Linked DNA regions of Gossypium arboreum: region 1 is linked to region 2. The links are chromatin contacts, called in public Hi-C maps. All regions are on one chromosome and are shown on one strand. Each heading gives the region's core, a stretch centred on a gene start, on an enhancer-like site or on the middle of the called end of the contact. The rest is flanking DNA. Distances are from core to core; before and after follow the strand shown. Region 1 holds the start of LOC108456580 (pentatricopeptide repeat-containing protein At3g09650, chloroplastic). Region 2 holds the start of LOC108456589 (polyubiquitin 11-like).

The links. A called contact is a pair of places that touch in the nucleus more often than the background predicts.
Region 1: a contact with region 2 is called in a Hi-C map of leaf, with 2.5 times the contacts expected there. The contact joins the promoter of LOC108456580 here to the promoter of LOC108456589 in region 2. A contact is called at or near these places in 2 of 5 Hi-C or Micro-C datasets (both in leaf).

What each region holds. Positions count from the first base shown.
Region 1 is chr9:79,727,213-79,734,137 of ASM2569848v2, forward strand. LOC108456580 (pentatricopeptide repeat-containing protein At3g09650, chloroplastic) reads right to left here and starts at 5,362. Exons shown (of 1, transcript XM_017755127.2): 1 at 2,545-5,362. The coding sequence starts at 5,082. The coding sequence ends at 2,824. LOC108456579 (probable LRR receptor-like serine/threonine-protein kinase At1g67720) reads right to left here. Exons shown (of 15, transcript XM_053018979.1): 15 at 6,278-6,925. The coding sequence ends at 6,740. It overlaps LOC108455526, which reads right to left and starts at 1,971. Exons shown (of 8, transcript XM_017754074.2): 1 at 1,813-1,971; 2 at 1,115-1,309; 3 at 761-1,027; 4 at 408-442; 5 at 253-321. The coding sequence starts at 1,894. It overlaps LOC128280721 (a long non-coding RNA gene), which reads left to right and starts at 2,052. Exons shown (of 2, transcript XR_008270847.1): 1 at 2,052-2,180; 2 at 2,288-2,439.
Region 2 is chr9:79,555,270-79,562,009 of ASM2569848v2, forward strand. It overlaps LOC108456589 (polyubiquitin 11-like), which reads left to right and starts at 3,134. Exons shown (of 1, transcript XM_017755138.2): 1 at 3,134-4,271. The coding sequence starts at 3,305. The coding sequence ends at 3,994. LOC108456588 (probable E3 ubiquitin-protein ligase ZFP1) reads left to right here. Exons shown (of 7, transcript XM_017755136.2): 4 at 1-183; 5 at 597-695; 6 at 782-919; 7 at 1,118-1,469. The coding sequence ends at 1,261.

The DNA.
Region 1 (6,925 bases), core at 4,112-6,611, 170 kb after region 2:
GGTCTATAATCAGCAGTCACAATAATTAAATTACCACAGCTTTATAGTATTGTTTTCTATGAATCTCTAGAACAACAAAATCCAATTAATTTCACCTCACCTCTTAGATTTGGAAGTTTAAAACTTACTTAGAACACATGGTTCAATAAAATTATTTCTATCTCAACTAGAAAAGAAGATACAAGTTGCAGTTTCAGTCATTTGCATGACACAGCTAATAAATGCATGAGATATGTGCCATCAGAAAGAAACCTGCTTCATTGTTTTCCCAGTATCTTTCACACCAATGTTTGGCCTCTTTGGAGCTGCTTTCTGCTTCATCTGAAATAGCAGAAAAATAAATGTTAGCGGGGACACACAAGAAAGTTACAAATAATGAAATTTTGCATTGGCAGATCTTGATGTACCTTATCTTGAGTGATAAATGCTACCTTCTTTGAAACTGGAAGTAAAAGGAAAACAGGTATTGTCAGTTTGAGAATATTTGTGCAAAGAATAAGCATGCCTAGAATGTTATTTTAAGCCCTATATCTGATGTGATATTATTTAAAATAAGACAGCAAACAACCTCAGCATACGAATAAAGGATCATAAGATAAGTACAAACCGTAAGAATACAAGTTATGTTGGCCTAATTATTACATTTCCCTCAATGGATGAAAGGAAATCCTTTGAAGTTGTATTTGTGGCATCGAAGAAAAACTATTGGGTGCAACAGCAGAAAAAGATGCAGATTCAGAAAGAAACAAATTATACTTACATGATACACTTTCAGAATATGTTGTTTCCAACTCCTTTTTGCCAATGGAATTTGCTGTGTTGGAAATTTTGTTAAATTTCTGGATTGAAGCTCTTATATCCTCAAACAAATCAGCATCAGAATTTTCCAAAGTCAAAATTTTAGTATCCAACATCGTTAATGAATCAAAAGATCTGTTTACATCCTCTTGGATCCCGGGAAATCTACTTATTTCACCTTTCTCACTGCCTCCCAACATGCTAGACAACTCCTCCGGTTCGAGAAAACCTAAAATAATATTACAAATAAATAAAAACAAGTACTTTAAAACCATAACTTGCTAAGAGTATATGAAAAAAAAAGATCAAATTGTACCTGCACTAGCAAAGAAAGCATTATCCCATGTTAAACTTTTGCGTAAATTATATTTTCCATTTTTTCTCAACTCGTCTTGTTCCAAAGAACCTGGTGGTTGCTCTAACTCTCCAGCTTCTTCAAGAAAGCCTGATGAGATTTCTACATTGTCGAGATCCAAAGAAAACCAAACAGTTCTGGTTTTAATCCCGTTCTCTGCACAACACACAATTTCCAATTTGTCAGGAGAGATATATAGTTTTGCAACATTAAAATGAGATTTAAGTTTCAAATTTAATAAGCAAAAAGAAACGAGGATCAGTGGATCATCATCTTATATTTTTCGAAAAAGCATCCCCAAATTATCTAATGTTAACAAGAAATTGCTTTCAGAAGGCCAAACTGAATCCGTTATAGTGGGAAAACAGCAAATGCCGATGAGAAACTGCTTTCAGGTAAAAAATTCAATCAGTTTCATTTGAAGGTTTAGTCAAACAATTTCTATAAGAAGAATACCGAGAGAAATCAATAAAACATGAAAAATCAGCTTATCATCAATGATCTTCTGGAGCTAATTATTCGTAATAAACAGATTAAGAAATTGGAAAAAGGAACATTTCACCGTAATTCTAAAACATGATTATCAGAAAAATGAAAAATAAAGTTATGTTTCGATGAAATGTAGATGAGGAAATCATATGATGATAATAAAGAAAGACCTGAGGATTGAGAGAGGAGGCAATCGTCTTCGGACGAAACATCGATGAGGCTTAGACCTTCGATATCAAAATCGATTTGCATCCCGGAATCACCCCAATGAGGCCAAATGCGTTACTTATTTAAATATTTGAATTGAATTGAGATAAAAAATAGAATTGAAGAAAAGGTAAAGATTTTGAAATATGTGGAAATAACAAATGCTTTACTAAGAAAGCAAATGCGTTAATTATTTAGTGAATGTTCTTTTTTGAATTTGGGAAGCGGTTCAAAGCATAAATAAATTTGAAGCCGGAAAAAAGTGACCGAGGTTGAGGTAGGAAGCCCTTCACAGAGGATGTGGGAGCGACCGGTATAGTGCGGTGATCAGGTGATTTATGACGTTGGATCTTCCATTTTTGTTTTCTTGTCTTTTTTTAGGATTTCAGTTCGTTACCCGGATTATTTACTTTCCCACCACATCCAACGCTTCTACAGATTTGATTTGCCGTGACAACCTTGTATGGAGGGTTCAGATCGCTTTACGTTGTGCATTATAGATTCTGCTATTCCTCTCTATACTTTGTAAAAGTTATAGATGTAGTCGCTGAACTTTAATTTGATCAATTTTAGCCTTTTTACTTTTTGAATTGATTGATTTTAGTCCCTGTGCTTTTCATCTACAAAAGAATAGAAACTAAAAAAGACCAAACTAAAATACATGGAATAAGCCCACAATTTCCAATTCAACTATCTGTTTGAAAGGGTGATGTATACACATTGAAGAAAGTATTCAATTCATTACATGAAACATCTATGGGCTGATTATGTTGCATTTGCAATATATAGTTGCATTAAACTTGTTACAATTTACTACGTAGTGAAGGAAGCATTCAATTCATTACATGAAGCACCACGAGACTCTACTTTGCTTTTGCAATTTATAGTTACACTAACCTTGTTACAATTTGCTATAAGTATAGATCAATGTTGGTGTTGTTTCTATAGACCCTGAGCCAGAGGCATAAATTTAATCATCTTTGAGGAGGTTCATATTCCCACTCACTCCCGTAATAAGAATTGGGCAAACCCAACCAGAACTTGAATGCCTCAGCCGCTCTCTTCTTTTCAATCCTCCTATCCTGCCTCGCTTGTGAAGCATGTTTGCTAGTAAACATCCTTGAATGCATCTCTACATAGATTTTCTTGTACTTTGTCTTATTTGGTGGTATGCCATTCTCTTCCATGCAAGCCACTATCTCTAATGCCTTCTTGAAGAAAGCAGCCCTCAGACATATATCTGCCAAACTATCTAACAGACCTTCATCTGGTTTCAATGGTGGAGGGGAATCAGAGTATGAGTTCTCGCCTTCCTCCTTCATCTCACACCTTTCCTTTATCTCTTTCCAAAGCAACAGTGCTTCCCCTGGTTTTCTAGCCACTGCAATCCCATTTACTAGACTACCATAAGTAGCAACGTTAGGGTAAAACCCGTTTTCCTTCATTCTCTGGATGACTTTCTTTGCTTCTTCAACCAGTCCCAATCTACAATATCCCTCCACCAACATATTCCAAGCAACCAAATCGACTTTTACCCGTGGATCTCTAAGCATCTCATCGAAAACCTTGTTAGCTAACTTTGGTTGACCCGACAAAGCAAAAGCTTTCATCAATGTAGTGTAACTGATCTTCGTGGGAGTGATTCCTTGCTCTCGCATCTTATTGAAGAACACAAGTGCTCCAGCACTGTCGTCGATCAATATGCACCCATCAATCAATATATTATATGAAACCACATCAGGCTTAATCCCTGCATCATCAGCCATCTCCCTTAGCAGCTCCTTTGCCTTGTCTATTTGCAACTGCTGGCAGTAACCCTTGAGAAGAATATTGTAAGTAATCCGATTCGCAGGCACACGAATTCTTGTCATTTCAGCTAGCACTTCTCGCGCTCTATCCATCAATCCGGCCTTCACAAATGCAGAAACAACTGTTGTGTATGTAACATGGTCAGGATGACTAGCCTTATCATCTTGATGCCTCATCGCCTCTAAAGTTCTCACCGTGTCAGTAACTCTACCTGCCTTCATATAACCTTTCATTAGTGTCGTATAAATCCTAGAATTCGGTGCATACACTTTAGGCAATAAAAGCGGTTCGCTGCTCGGCTCAATCAAATTAGGAAGCAACTTCTCAAATACTACATCATCTATCTTTTTTTTACTCAAATCTTCCATATCTTCCTCCTTTTCATCCTCCAGGTCGTAGTCGTCATAGTCATCATCTTCCTTGGCTTGTTTTAAATCTTCCAAATTCGCATCTCGGAGAATCTTACAAAGATCATTCCTTCCTTCCCTCATAGCTTGAACAATTTTCTCAGCCGTTTCAAGATCATCAAATCCAACATAAGCAGCAACGAGGGAATGCAGAGTAGTCATACAAAAACGTATTCCTCTCTCAATAATCCTCTCCAGCACAAACACAAGCAAATCTTTCCTATCAGCTCTAGCACACAACTTTATCATGACATTATAAGTTAAAACATCAGGTTCGCAACCCCATTCATGCATTTCATCGAACAGTTTCAAAAACTTACTTTTGTCCCCCAAATTAGCACAAGCGTTAAGCACAGCATTATAGGCAGCCGTGTCAGGTTTGGAATCAGCAACAATTGAAGGGTCCGCGAAACGCCTGACGCGGCGAGTCACGGAGTCAAAAAGGCTTATCGACTCAGAGGGTGACTCGGTAGAGAGCCGCGAAACGACAGCGCTCCATGCTTTGACGTGCGGTAGGTAACCAGAGCGAAGCATGGACTTAATGAGCGAAGAGGCATAAAGGGTATGGCCGGATTTCGCGGAGGCCGATGCGAGGAGGCCGAGGGAGTTGGCGTCGAGACGATGCAGCTGGCGTTCATTGCGGAGGCGGGTGATGATAGTACGAGCGCGTGCGAGAGATTGAGGAGTGGCTTGGTAAGAGAGTTGAGCAACTAAGCGGCTTAAGCAAGTAGGAGTGGGGAGGTGAGGGGATTGAGAGTAAAGGGTCCAAGCTTGTTCGGTTTTCTTTTGGCGGAGGAGTGAAAGAAGTGTCTGATCATCGTTGGTCTTTTTATCACTGGGGAGAGATAAATCGGTAGCGGTGGGTTGAGCTCGCAAAGAAAAGGGACGCGCGGGCTTAGAGGAAGTAGTGGAGGTGGAGGGTGAGGGCGGCAGAGGAAGGGGAGAGAGCCAGCGGAGAGCGGAGGGAAATGAGGAGGAAGAAGAACAAGGGGAAGGAGAAGCAATATTCATAGACATGGCTGGTCCATTTGGGGGGGAAAGGAACAAGGTAAACAAGTATTAGAAGGATGTGGTTGAGGAAGAAGAAAGGTATGGTTTGAATGGAGAAGGGAAGTACTACGTCGACTGGATTATGTCCTTTTTTCTTTATCCACACCTCGCTGCTCCTTCACACTTCCAACTCTATTACTAATAATTATTTCTTCCTTCGAACTTTACCCCACTCTTTATCATTTCTTTTTATTCGAATATATATTAAAAACACGATCAACACCTGGCTCTAAAATCTATAAATACCTTATCTCATTTAGTTTTCTTGAAAGCATTATCTAAATAAGATTGTAATGTTTAGAACAAGTGGTTTCAAATTAAGATCGCATGGTTTGAACATCATCTTCAAGTTCCTCTTACAATCTAACCGCATAGTATATTAATTTCGCTCGTTCCCCTTCATTATTGGTCAAATTGTAAAAGATATTTTAGATAAATTTAATCAGTAAATCTATAGTAATGTTATCTTTCGGATAATCTGGACGTTATTTGGGTCATTTACGCAAGTTCTTCAGCTATGGCAAATTCGGCTTTGATTATGCGAATTCAGAGTATTTTTTTTCAAAAAAACCTTTAACTTCTACGCTATAAAAAAAAATGCAATTGCCGATTAATTGGCAAAAAGAGCTTTATCCTCTAGAGCTGATTTACAATTTTTTCATGTTCCTCCTGATATAGTTCAAAATCTCTTAGAGGATGGCAAGTCTAAAAGTTTTTCTTTTGCTTGTATGAGTGTTACCAACTAGTAGCTTTTTTAATTCATTTCACCAAAAAAATTTATTAACTCAATTAATATGAATATTTTTATCAATACAAGAGGACTTAAATTTAAATACTTGAAACATATTATCTATTTATTTATATAAGTTGAGAAAAATTTTTGGATAGTTGTAAAGATTATGTTTTGCTAAAAAAATAATGTTACATTACACCTCAACATTTTTTACAATTCAAAAATCATATAATTTTTGTATTTTTTTATCCATGTAAAATAATCGTCAATCGTAAAACACAAATTCAAGGTACTCGTCACTTGATCATATGTTAGAAAAGAATAAACTACCTCAAATTATTTGACAAAATTGATCTCTTTCATCAACCTACAAAACACGGAAAATTAATCACTAGACTCACTCTAATGAATATATTGAAAAAAAAAATCTTACAGAATTTGACCACGTTTATTTCATAACCATGTTGAACATCTGTTTATCCTTTTGATGGTTCCAAACCTTTAAATCTTACATTTACCATGCATGATGAAAGCCAAATCATGCATGTCCCATGCAATCTAAGCACGACGAAAACCATGTCATATATTTTCTTTTCCCTTTTCCGTTCACATATAATGAACATTAATTCCATGCAAGGAAGGCAATAAAATTATACTACGCAACAACCTCAAAAATGACCAGCTCAAACTTGGACCTGTTCTGTCCCATGGTATCATCATCCCATCTTTTTTTTTTTTCTTTTCTTTTTTATCTTCCCTGGCTATTTAGGGTGGATTGCAGAAGAAATTTCCTACAGGCTAGAGCATGATTGAAGATTCTGGCAACATAACAAAGAATTTAAGAAGAGAAAACATAAGGAATTGCCTCTTTGTACATGGACAAACAACGGACTATCGTGCAACCGGCCGTGCAATGGACTCATCCAATGACAGGTAATTATCAGTTCCAATCATATCCAAGGAACCAGGGTTATACGAAGAATTGGCAGAGTTCCTAGACATTTCATCCGAGTTACCCTCTCTAACCATCATACTTTCCTTTTCAATTAGGATGGCATCTTGGATCTCCTTGAGAAC
Region 2 (6,740 bases), core at 1,884-4,383:
CATGCTGCATCCTATGAAGAGGGGATGCAGGTTGTTTCTGAAAGTTATTCAACGAGGTATCCTCGGCCATTATCAGCTGTAACATGGCGTAATAATGAGCGGAGTGGGAGGTCAAGGATATCTAATGATAGATACCAATCTCTAGCTGATGATGCAGCTTTCCATGGTCGATTTTCATCTGAGGTATTTACCGCTTATGAATGAATTATGTATTTGCATATTAGCAATTGAGGTGGACTTAAATGTCCTCTAAAAATAGTTTGAAAACTCATTTGACATAGCTTTCAGCACGTTGCATTTCTTCTGAAGAGTGTTCCATTTATTTCTTCTTGGTGTACTTCTCTGACTTTATTGCTTCATAAGTACCCTTCTTTGGTGATTGGTAGTGACCTGTTCCGTTGATAACCAGGCTGTAATTATCTATGTTTATAGGTATTGGTGATTCTACTGTATGCAAATGCTTCATATCAAGTGTTTTGCAATTGAGATACAGGAAAATTGTATTCATTAGCATTTATGATATATCAGCTTGCCACCCAATTTTGCGGATTTAATGAGTCGTCAGGTAATGTTTATAGTTTATCTTCATTCTGCAGGGTTTTATGATTGTGGACCGCTCCGCTTTTTATGGATCTAGAAATATGTTTGATCAGCATAGAGATATGAGGTTAGACATAGACAACATGACTTACGAGGTATGTACATACTTCCTGTTTCCATTATGTTGTTATTTTCCTTTTCTTGTTTTGTTTTAAATGACCTTGGACGATTTCTCGGTCAGGAACTACTTGCACTAGGGGAAAGAATCGGGAGTGTTAATACAGGCTTGTCAGAAGACTTGATATCTAAGTGCTTGGCTGAAACAATTTACAGCTCTTCAGATCAATTCCAGGATGAAAGCTCTTGTGTGATCTGCCTGGTAAGAATTGTAGTGTATGAAACGTAAACATAATTGGTTATGTTGTTTGGTTCAACATGGTATTATCAAGAAGAGTTGGTGAATGATTGTTGATCATGGTCTGCTACTTGTGATCGAAATGTATGCTAGCTCTTTTCGAAGATCCCATTAGTCCTGCTAATCAAATCATCTAAGTACTTTTGATGTTGCAAAATGCAGGAAGAGTATAAGGACATGGATGAGGTTGGGGCATTAAAGACTTGTGGTCATAAATACCATATTCCTTGTATCAAGAAGTGGTTGTCGATGAAGAATACATGTCCGATCTGCAAAGCTTCGGCTGTGGCCGATGATATAAAATAGTGACTTCTATAATGGCTTATCATTTATCATTCTTGTATATGTATGTTAAACTTGCTCAAACAAAATGACATTGTTTAGGGAAATTTGTAAAAGAAAAAGGGGGAATGTTAGATTAATTTTAAACCCATTTGTTTGGCTTCTATCTCAAATATGTAGAGCCCAGTGTTGGATTATGTTTAAATGTCATATGTTGATTTCATCACCCAAATTGCTCGTGAGTGATTGTGGTTCAGCTTTCAACATATGGTATGAGACAACCAATGCCCGCAAAGACTAGCTTTTTTTATTTTTATTTTTTTGTTGATATTGTGTTGGCATATGTATGAATCTATTCAGTTGCGTTGTGTTCATTGGCGTGTATGGATGACATAAGTGGTGTGAAGAAAAAAGTGTCCTTGGATTCCTTGGCTTAAATTAGGGTCTTATCCTTTTCTTTTGGCCAAAGCTAAATGGAATAAATAAAGGAAAGCAGGCAGAAACTTGGAAGTTGCGTGAGTGAGCCGTAAGGTAATCATTGGAAGTTGCGTTCATCAACATCCACTTGGTTTATGCGTGAAGCTGGACGGTTTTGTACATTAGAATAATTGTATTTTATTTTAATTGGTTTCGTGAATTACAATGTTCATAACTTTCTTTTGGTATCGAAGGAAATAATTGAGAAAGGATAAATTAGGGCTAAGAATAAGATATGTTGTCGTGAGATTAAATTTCAAAATTTGAGATTAACAACATATTTTAATATCGATATTTCTAGTTTGTGTGGATCTAAAAATTATATTTTCTTTGAATGTGACTTTTCTAGGAAGGTTTGGGAGATGGTTTTACAGCTTTTCTAAGAATTATATTAGTAGAACTGTTGGGTCATGGGATCAGGAGTTAAATTGGGTTGTTTTGAAGCTTAAGGTTTTTTATTTTTTATTGTTGTCATCTTTAAATCGGCTTGGAATACATATATTCACTCTATATGGTGTGAGAGGAAAGAAAGATTTTTTGGTAAGCCCGCGAATTAAACATGTAAGTATGATTGATGATGTTAACATCCAACTTTGTTCCAATTGGGGTCCTATTGGTGATAGTTAGCTTGTATAGTTTCTTGCTATATTTGCCTGTATAGGACTTTCCTATTGTCTTTTTGTAGCAGGTTATTGTTTGCTAGATAAATGAAATTCAATTATTAAAAAAAAATTATTATCATTATATTTATATTATTATTTATTCAATGGAACATCATCTGAATTAGAAAAACTACTAAAATATCTTTTTATATTTAGAATAAGTTATATTATTGTTAGTTTTATACCCGATTCATAACTAGAAAGTTTTTTTTAACCCTTTTTAATCAAAGGCTAAAACTGCAGAAATTAGAAATGCCAAAATAGGAATAGCACTTGATATTATTAGAAATTTTCAAAAAATGTCATATTCGTACAGCTGAAACATAGATGAACTCCTATGAATGTGAAAAATAGATCGGATTAGTCACTTTGACTTGGAATTCATTATCAAGTCATCCGCTTTAATTTTTTTATTTAAAAACATAGAAAATAGAGATTTAAATTCATGCTAATTGAGTTTGTAAAATCATAAATTTAACACTAAATCAAAACTTTACTTTATTTATTATTATATATTTTAATTTTATAATGCACATTTATTACTATTATCAATTATACATCTATTTTATTATTTAAACCCTAATTAAATTAATAAGAATTATTAAAATATTATTTCATATTTAAAATAAATTATATCATTTAAAATAAACCACAAATAGATATTTTAAATACGTAATTTTCCTACAAATTTTAGTTGAAAATGATTAGTTTTCCTAAATTAATTAAATACTTAGCGGCTAAGGGTTAAAAGTTAAGCCGATTCATCTGACCCACAATCAACTTTCTGGTGTTCTCCAATATTTCCTTAGGAAATGGGTCACCCACCTCCACTCCTCGCCTATATAGACATCCCCTCATCTTCAATCCAATTCCATTCCCCAACCAAATTCAAACCATCTCTACAAACCCATATTTCCCTTTGAAGAAGATGCAGATCTTTGTGAAAACCCTTACCGGCAAGACCATAACACTCGAGGTCGAAAGCTCCGACACCATCGACAACGTCAAGGCCAAGATCCAAGACAAGGAAGGGATCCCACCCGACCAGCAGCGTCTCATTTTCGCTGGCAAACAGCTCGAAGACGGTCGGACCCTTGCTGATTATAACATCCAGAAAGAATCCACCCTCCACCTCGTCTTACGCCTTCGTGGGGGCATGCAAATCTTTGTCAAAACCTTAACCGGCAAGACCATCACCCTCGAAGTCGAGAGTTCCGACACCATCGACAACGTTAAGGCCAAGATTCAAGACAAGGAAGGAATCCCACCTGACCAACAGCGTTTGATCTTCGCTGGCAAACAATTGGAAGATGGGAGGACCTTGGCTGATTATAATATCCAAAAGGAATCCACCCTTCACCTTGTTTTGAGGCTTCGTGGAGGGATGCAGATTTTTGTCAAGACTTTGACAGGCAAAACAATCACCTTGGAGGTTGAAAGCTCCGATACCATTGACAATGTTAAGGCAAAGATTCAGGATAAGGAAGGAATCCCACCTGATCAGCAAAGGCTCATCTTTGCCGGCAAACAATTGGAAGATGGGAGGACTTTGGCTGATTATAACATTCAGAAAGAGTCTACCCTTCACCTTGTTCTTCGTCTCCGTGGTGGCCACTGATAATTCTAACGCAACCATCTTGCCTTGGTTTCAAGTTTTAAAGTGCTTGTGTGTCTTTCTAAGTTGGATTTCTGGGTCTTGTCCCCTTTGTAATACTTTTTACTTCTCCTCTGGAGTAGAAAGTTTGGTTTTCATTTCCATTGGAACTCTTCGAACCATGGAGATAGCAAATAAGTTGAACATTAATGCCTTTAACAAGGGAGGCCCTGCTTGTCTCTCTGTTAAATCTTAATATGGTTAAATAGAGACAAATCAGAGAATCTGCTTTATATGGTAACTGAAATTTAATGTTGGGCTTTGTTCACAGTTTGTCTCTCTTCTATTTCCGGGCATGCATTGGAAGTGTGAAATCCAGTTGATAAAAAGGATGTTAAGTTAATGTGTTGAATGGAAGTTCGAAGTAGTTGTTACATAGTGGTCTCTCCAATAATTAATGCTCACTTTAAACAAGAATTTAAGATAAAACTGACAACATCTCCAGTAATATAAAAAGATAGGACAAACACTGACCCAAAAGGAGGACGACCAAAGCCCAATCGCCAGTTTCAGATTTAAATATAAAACGGTGCCGAGAATTGAACTGGGGACCTCTCGCATCCTAAGCGAGAATCATACCACTAGACCAAATGCCCTGCTATGTTTTGGGTTCGTTATATGCCTAACATATAGGCTTATTTCTAATTGACATAGTATTATTAATCCATTTCTTCACTTCGGATATGATTATATTTTTCGAAGATGTCAATGGAGATGGTTTGCAGTTGCATTCTTTGTAACTTATTACAATGCTTAATGTTATGATGTTGATTGAACTTAGTCTCCTCCATTGGAGAATAATGATCTAAAAAGTCCACTAATTTGCAATCTTTCTCTTCGGAATTTTAAGCCATGAACTTATTTTGCTCCAAGTATATAAAATATATATATGATATAACGGAAAAGAGATCCATTCATAGTTTAGTTGCTTTGGTCTTTGTTTTATACGTATTTTTAACAATATAGAGTAATGTTTTCCAGGGCGATTTAGTTTCAGGCACTGCCCCTATATCAGGTCCTTTTCATCAGGTTTTGGCGTGAAGTTGCCATCCATTTTAAAAATAAAATAAAATACCATGTTTACTTGTAGTTGCCAGCCCACCAAAGTATTGGCCACCTTTCTTAAATCATACCATTAAAACCTATTAATATTGTATTGTTTGTTTCATCTGGTTTTCTTCTTCTCCACTTTCTGATATATGTCTACTTCCATGATTGCAGACATTATATGCTTCCATGTAGGAAGAAAGTTGAATACAAGATCACCATTTTGTCAGCCTGTATGATGATGATAATTCCATGGAAATTAATCCATAGCCAACTGACTGGCTGATGAAGCTGAGGCTACTTTTTCTGATCCTTGCACTTCTAAACCATGCAATTGGATACTAAATAGTAAATACCCTTTGGGTGTTGTTTCCTGTCTTTACTATAATTATTGCTGTTCGGTTTGTTTGTATGGAAATGTTTCATTGATGAGAAGAAAGGGCATGGAGCAACTGCCACAATTCATATTTGTTCTAGCAGATTGTTTACAGTTTTCTCACCTCACCATGGCTTTTGGTAATTAAAACAACTCAATATACCTGTTTTAGGCATCTTGCCACATGAAACAAGTTTTAGTTTTTAACTTTTTAGGTTGGAATCTACGTGTGACTTTTATTTTGGGGTTAAATACGGTGATTGTTGGGAATAAAATCACATCAAAATCACCACACGGAATATTTCTTGATTTACATGATAATGATGATATTAAGGTTCTGTTTAATAAAATAACAATGAAGTGTATGTTTTTTAAAAATTAAATATGTAATTTAATGAGAGAGTTTGATAAATGAATTTTTTATTTTATTTTATATTTGTATGCTTATTTTACTTATGTTTTTTTAGATTATGTATTAAATATATGTGAAATATCTTTCAAATTAAATTTTGATGTTTAGAAAATAAAATTACCCAAAGAAGAGAATGATTCCAAAATTTTTACTCAACAAAAAAATTTAATGGGCTAGATTAAAAGTAAACCTAAAACATTTAAGTTTAAAAGTAAAATCAACATATTCTTTATTAAATAAATAACTTTATCTATTTATCATTTTCACTATCTTTTATTGAAAATTTCTATAAAATATTTTTATCTAAGATATTAAGAAAAATTAAATTAATAAAAAATATTAATATTTAGTTAGGTTAATTGGATTTCTTTAATGATTATTTAAACAGGTCTAACGTGGGTAAATAAATAAAATTGATAAAATTTAGAGTAAACCTAATTATTATTATATTTTGGTTTTGATCACCCTAGTTTGAGGATTTCTATTTTGTCACTAATATTGTCAAATTTTAATATTTTAGTTACTCCTCTGTTAAATCACTAACGATGACCTCTTTTCTATTAGCGTAATAATAAGTTTAGCCTTTTAATATTTATAAATTCTATCAATTTAGTCCTAATTTTGAAAAATCAATAATTCAACCCTCAACTTACACATTCGCTAATTTAGTCTTCTTAAAATTTCAAATTTTAAAAGTTTATTTTAAGATAAAAAACATGCAAAATTATAAATAAATGAATACTCATTTTTCTCTTTTTTTACATGAAATTTATTAAAACATTAATTTTATAAATAAAATATTTGCAAAAAACTCACAAATAAGACTTAAACCAAATTCAAACATTTTCTTTTTATTTTATAAATAATAAATTTTA